Linked DNA regions of Oryctolagus cuniculus: region 2 is linked to region 1. The links are chromatin contacts, called in public Micro-C maps. All regions are on one chromosome and are shown on one strand. The core of a region is the stretch at or near the end of the contact, and the rest is flanking DNA. Distances in the headings are between cores, read along the strand shown.

What was found. A called contact is a pair of places that touch in the nucleus more often than the background predicts.
Region 2: a Micro-C map of ear pinna shows a contact between it and region 1, with 1.9 times the contacts expected there. The contact joins two enhancer-like sites. A contact is called at or near these places in 2 of 6 Hi-C or Micro-C datasets (ear pinna and an unstated tissue).

What each region holds. Positions count from the first base shown.
Region 1 is chr20:36,122,799-36,125,534 of mOryCun1.1, forward strand. The region is part of intron 19 of TTC7B (tetratricopeptide repeat domain 7B); the gene reads right to left. Among named protein-coding and RNA genes, the nearest start is that of CALM1, 150 kb to the left of the region's middle. Within about 2 kb of position 1,338, at least 3 of the 8 cell types and tissues checked have an H3K27ac peak or open chromatin away from gene starts, as enhancers often do. A contact at or near this core is called in ear pinna, where this site is marked.
Region 2 is chr20:36,206,147-36,208,882 of mOryCun1.1, forward strand. The region is part of intron 6 of TTC7B (tetratricopeptide repeat domain 7B); the gene reads right to left. Among named protein-coding and RNA genes, the nearest start is that of TTC7B, 110 kb to the right of the region's middle. Within about 2 kb of position 1,410, at least 5 of the 8 cell types and tissues checked have an H3K27ac peak or open chromatin away from gene starts, as enhancers often do. A contact at or near this core is called in ear pinna, where this site is marked.

The DNA.
Region 1 (2,736 bases), core at 88-2,587:
CCTGGCTCGGCCCTGACTGTTTTAGCCATGCTGGGGATGAACCCACAGATGGAAGATGTCTTTCTGTCTCTCCCTGTCTCTCTGTCGCTTTGCCTTTCAAATAAGTGACTGGTTCAAGGCCTGCTCACCAACGTCCCTGCTTTCCATCCTGGCTGCCACTCAGGGAGAAGGCACCTGATGGCGCCGAAGGTCAGGCTCAGTTCCTGCAGGTGTGTGTTCACGGAACTGTAGTCAAACCTGCAATTTGACAGACACGGGAACTAAAGTCCCAGGAGTTTAAAGGAGGTGCCTGGGCCCCTCCAGGACTGGCCCTGGGCTCCGGGTCCTGGCCTTTCAGAGTGATGCAGCTGTTTCTTCGGAAAGTACTGAAGTCCCTCACATAAACCTATCAGGTCTCCCTTTAACCAGCAAGGGCTGCTTGAAGATTTCCAAGGAGCCCATCTTTCCAAAAAGCAAGTGTTTTTGATGACAGTGAAAGGAACTTGGCAGTGAAATCTTTCTTTATGAAGAATCTGAGTGAGACGCTAATACTGAACAGATCTCTTCCATTAAGGGATGTTTTTGAGCCAGAAATAAAGGCACATCTAGTCTGAGCAGGGGAACCAGCTCTTGAGACCACAAGCAGAAGGTTCAGATGGTTCAAGTGTGCACTGGATTCCCATGTACATTATCAGCATTTCCCAAAACGCAGTCATGGTGGAGTGGGGAGAGGAGCAATGGAATTAGCTTGGAAACATTAGGTCAAACAGAGTCTTGGATTCTTTCCATCTCAGGGCTTCTTGGTGCCCCTAATGTGTTATGAGCACTGTGAACCTCTAGGCGGGAGACGACTACTGCCCCAAAATATCAGACAAGAAGAATCGGCGGTCCAAGAGCTAGTCTTTGGGAAATGTGACAATTTACCAATGGCTTCAAACCACCATGCAAAGCACGGCTCCTACCTGCAAGGGAATGTGCAGTCTCCTTGAAATCTTGGCAGATGCAGTTTTAAGTTTTATGAGGCCTACTTAGCTTGTTCCAGGAAAACTGATGGCTACGACTGCTCTTGTGTGCATTGGTCATGGCTGCCCTGGATAGGGATGGCAAGAGGCAGTGGGTTCCCTCTGCCTAGAGTTTCCGAGGGTGGCAGCCCTCCCCTCAGTTCCCCTCTTTGGGTGGGCGGTACACTGCCTTTGCTGTAGTCCTCCCTGGACCAGTACTGCCTCCCTCCTCGGCAATGGAACCCCAGCTGTGGCAGAATGCATTGGAATCTCAGGAAAGCCGGGCCCCAGGAGGCGGAGCGGGCGGGAGTGGGCAGGCAGGCGGCAGCGGGACGTCCACACCATCTCAGCATCCCCAACACTCAACAACCACAGTGCACATTCCACGGTGGAGGGCAGTGTGCTTCTGGGGAGCTCGGAAGGGTGAACGAGTCGGCAAGCTACTTACTAACTGAAAAGAGGGAGGGAAAACCATGAAAGTATGCTTCTGGTGAGCTGCCTTGGAACAACAAATCAAACCAAAAATTAAAACCGAGAAACAAAACATTTGGGAAATCAAAGTCAAGGCTAAGGAAAGCAAACAGAGTTCTAATAACCTTCCAACTGTTAAGTCTGGCTGTCAGGACTCAGGCTTCACTTCAAGAATGACCGACATTTTCCCACTAACAATGGTTTTCTTTCTTTTTTTTTTTTTCCTAAACCAAAGGAAGGCCGACTGGGCATTCCCCTCCACACGCCAGCATTCACCCAGCACACAGGAGCCAGCCAATCTGTGTAACGTGTTTTGTTCCCAGAGCAGGAAATTCCAAAGGGAAGGGAAAAAATAATCCAGCCGGCAGGTTTCAGATCCTTCCACACGTTAACCCTCATCAGGATCCCAGCAGTTGGGAGGGCCGGGGCAGCAGGCCTTGGAGATCTGCTTGTCTTGGTGGAAGGTCTGGGGTTCAAATTCGCTGCAATTTAAACCAGGAAATTCTGTGTTTGTCAGATGTCTGCTCCCTCTCCAACTACTGTGCAATCTATAGCAAAAGAGAAGGGATTCTTGGGTGCTCGGGCTTCTTGAAGATACCTGGTTACTGGTTAGGCACTCACCGAGGGGAGGCAGGTGAATCACAGCTTCCTAAATTAAGCAGTCAGCTCTGCTTGGGATGCACGGGCTGCATCCGGCAGATGGCCCACGGGCGCTCCTGGCCACACCCACTTACTAAAGCAACCAATCCCCAGTGCCTCACTGGGAGAGCCGGGACTCCCATCTTCAGAGGTTTGAAGGAACACAGGGCCCGCCAGGAAGCAACAGAAAAGACCCAGTGCCACGCCACAACTGTAAGAGGCCGTTGGAATACAATGAGCGCAGCAGAAGTCAATGGAAAAATCAATTGTTCTGTAAAAAACAAAGCTGCCAATAGCCCCTGGGCACTGCATTAAGGGAACAGGCCTATTTTTAAGAAGCAAACTAAAAAGGACACTGTGTGAAGCTGGGGGTTGCCTTCAAAGCAGCGTTTGGATCCTGTAACAAGCGGAGAGGCGGGGTTGGTATGTTTCTTGGTATGGTTTGTTTGAGTGACAGCCCCACTTCCGCCCACTTTGTGGGTGTGTTCAGGGCAGCGGCTGCCACCTGAGGATGAGCACCTGGGAGGAAGGAGCTCCCTGTAGCTCCCTTCCCCCTAGGAGCTTCTGTGTGGCACGTAACTGAGCATTGGAACAAGACGAGCCCTTACAAATCACAGAGGGCAGATTTTCCGGCAGTGCTGGCAGC
Region 2 (2,736 bases), core at 160-2,659, 83 kb after region 1:
CTGAATGCGTGTGTGTGTGTGTGTGTGTATATAAATGTGTGTACAGGCACTTCAAAAAGCTCATGGAAAATGAGATTAAAACATTTACCTTGGTGCAAAAAAGATGAAAATCAATGCAATTGTTTCATAATATTCATTTCATTATTTTTTTGAAGATCCTTCATATGTGTGGCTTTTAAATTTTTGGCACCAAAATAAACACTTAAAATTTAATCTCACTTTCCATGAACTTTATATCTATTTAAAATAAATTCTGTGTGTTCCAGTGATGACGGGTAACGAGATACTCTATGAACTGACTCAAAATTGGAAAGCAAAACCGTTGACCCAGGTGAAGAAGTCCGGTGCCTGAGGGGAACGGCCTCGGCGGCCTCAAGAGATTAACGAGGGGCAGGGAAACGCAGCTCCTCTTTGGGTGCTGTGCTGTGTCCCGCGCAGGACCGAGGCCCTCTGCTGGAGGTACAGAGGGAGTCTCCGTGGCTGAAGGATGCCACGCCTGACGTCAGCAGCAAAGCCAGCCAGGGGGCGTGGCTCCCCAGTGAAGCCTCTGAAGGAGAAATGAGTTTTCCCTAACGGTTTGGGCTTATTCCTGGTGAGAAGTTAGGGTTCAACGAGGACTCCACGGTGGGCAGGGGTGCAGGAGGCCTGAGCTGTGGCTCACTCAGAGGAAGGCAGAGAGGACGACCTTGATCAATCCGACCCAAGCAAAGGGTGGGAGGTGGAAGACGGCACATTTTCATACAAGAAAAGGCTCAAAGTGTCCCAAGTGTGTGAGCACACAATTCTTGGCAGATCCCATAGTACTCAAATATTTTTAATCGCGTTATTTAACCAGTCATCTCCATGGGTGCCATCAGAGCAGGAAACAATTTTTTTTTCTAGCCAGATGGAAAGGAACAAAAAAGGGAAATTAACTTGCAAGAATTACATTTTAAATGCTACAAAATAACCCAACTTGAGGGACATAAACAAAACCCACATGTTTCTAAAATATTAGTTTATTCTTAAAATGTTGAGCTCCATTAAACTTCAGCGTGAGCTGTTGCTTAAAACCTTGACTCCAAACCCAGACGAGAGAGGCGAGGAAGCGCCCTGGTTTTCAGGGTTCTGCACACCCTGGACATGCGGCTGCTTATTCCGCTTCAGCGCCCTTGACTGAGACAGCGCGGTGATGTCAGAATCAGGATGGCAGACTCCTCTGAAGGCGAGTGCTCCCGCCAGGCTTCCAGCAGCAGGCACTCCGGCAGGCTGCCAGAGCTCGGGTTCAGCCCCTGCATTCTGCTTCAGGAAGCTTCCTGAGCTTGTGCGTTTCCCTCCCAGCTGCTTGGCCATTCCCAAGGCGGAAAGGGCCGGCGAGCTTCCCCGGGGCCGGCTGCCTGTTCAGCCAGACGAGCAAGCGAATCCTGTCTGCACACGCCCCCACCGCTGTCAGCTCCCGGCTTCCTGATCAGAGCTCAGGCCTGCTTCCTGGTCAAATCTTTGTTCTCTGCTTGGCCGGAAAGCCCACCACCTTTCCTGGTACACAGCCTGCTCCTCCTGCAACCTACTTCCATTTTCAATTCTCTCCGCCCTTTTCTATCTGTTCTTCCTCCTCCCGAGGCCTGTCTGCTGCCATTATCGGAGCTCAAACATATGATGTCCTGAGGATCAGTGCTGGCTCCCAGGGGCCATAGGAACCCCCAGGAAGGGCATTAAGACCCCAGCACTTGGCCTTCCCCTTTCGACTCTCCATCCTTGGGACAGGCTCCAGTGCCCCTCGGGCCCTGCAGCAGCATTTTCCAAGGCCAGACCACCACGTCCACACTCTGACATACACAGCATCCAACTCTGTCTTGCTCTGTTTTACAAGTGGGAACAGTTTCAGTTCTTTGATATTGTCACCGGCCCCTCTGCGCTACCAAACCAATGAGGAAATGCACGCAGAACAGAAGCCAGAGCTGCAGAATCGAAGTGGGTACCGAAAGCCGGGGAAGCTTAAGGACCTGAGAACCATTTCAGCGGGGTCAGGGTGGCTGCTTGAACGCCAAGCTCAGCACGTGTGTTTGGCAGGAGCGTGGGGAAAGACAACTCTCCCCTTTAAACTTGCCCTTCCGAAGCATCTTCTGACTGCAAAGTTTGAGCCAAGCCACTAGTACGCTTACATGCAACACCACCCGCCACTGTTGTGATGTGAAGGAAGGACCTTGCACATCAGATGCCAAGTTCTTTGGCAATAAGGAAAAAGCAGCCTTGCCAGAGTGAACCCAGTATGCTCCCTCCTCGGTGGCTGAGAATGTTGTAACTAAAAATCAACTGCAGAACAAATCAACCCAACAGATCTCTCAGAGCAGAGAAACTGCTTGGCTTTCTCCACCTTCCTTCTTACCAGCTAGCACTTCTGAAACACTTACGCAGCAGGTTGTTCCAATAATTATTGTGCAACATTAGCTATCAGGTTCCAGGCTGGCCCCTGAGGACACACTGCTGAACAAGGGGCACCTGCCTGCCTCTGGGAGCCCAGAGAGCCTTGCATCTCCCCTCCCCCGACGCCCCCCGCCAAGGAATGCAGGCGCTTCTGAGACAGAGACCTTGGGGTGGGCTTCACCAGCGTACCCCACGCCACTTGCCTGGCATACAGGAGGCACTCAGATATTTGCTGAATGAATGAAAGTGAGAATCACCATGAGCTGAGTCAACCAAGACCACAGGGAATGTGTTTTCCACCTCTTCTCTCTCCCTTTCTTTCCCACAAAGCAC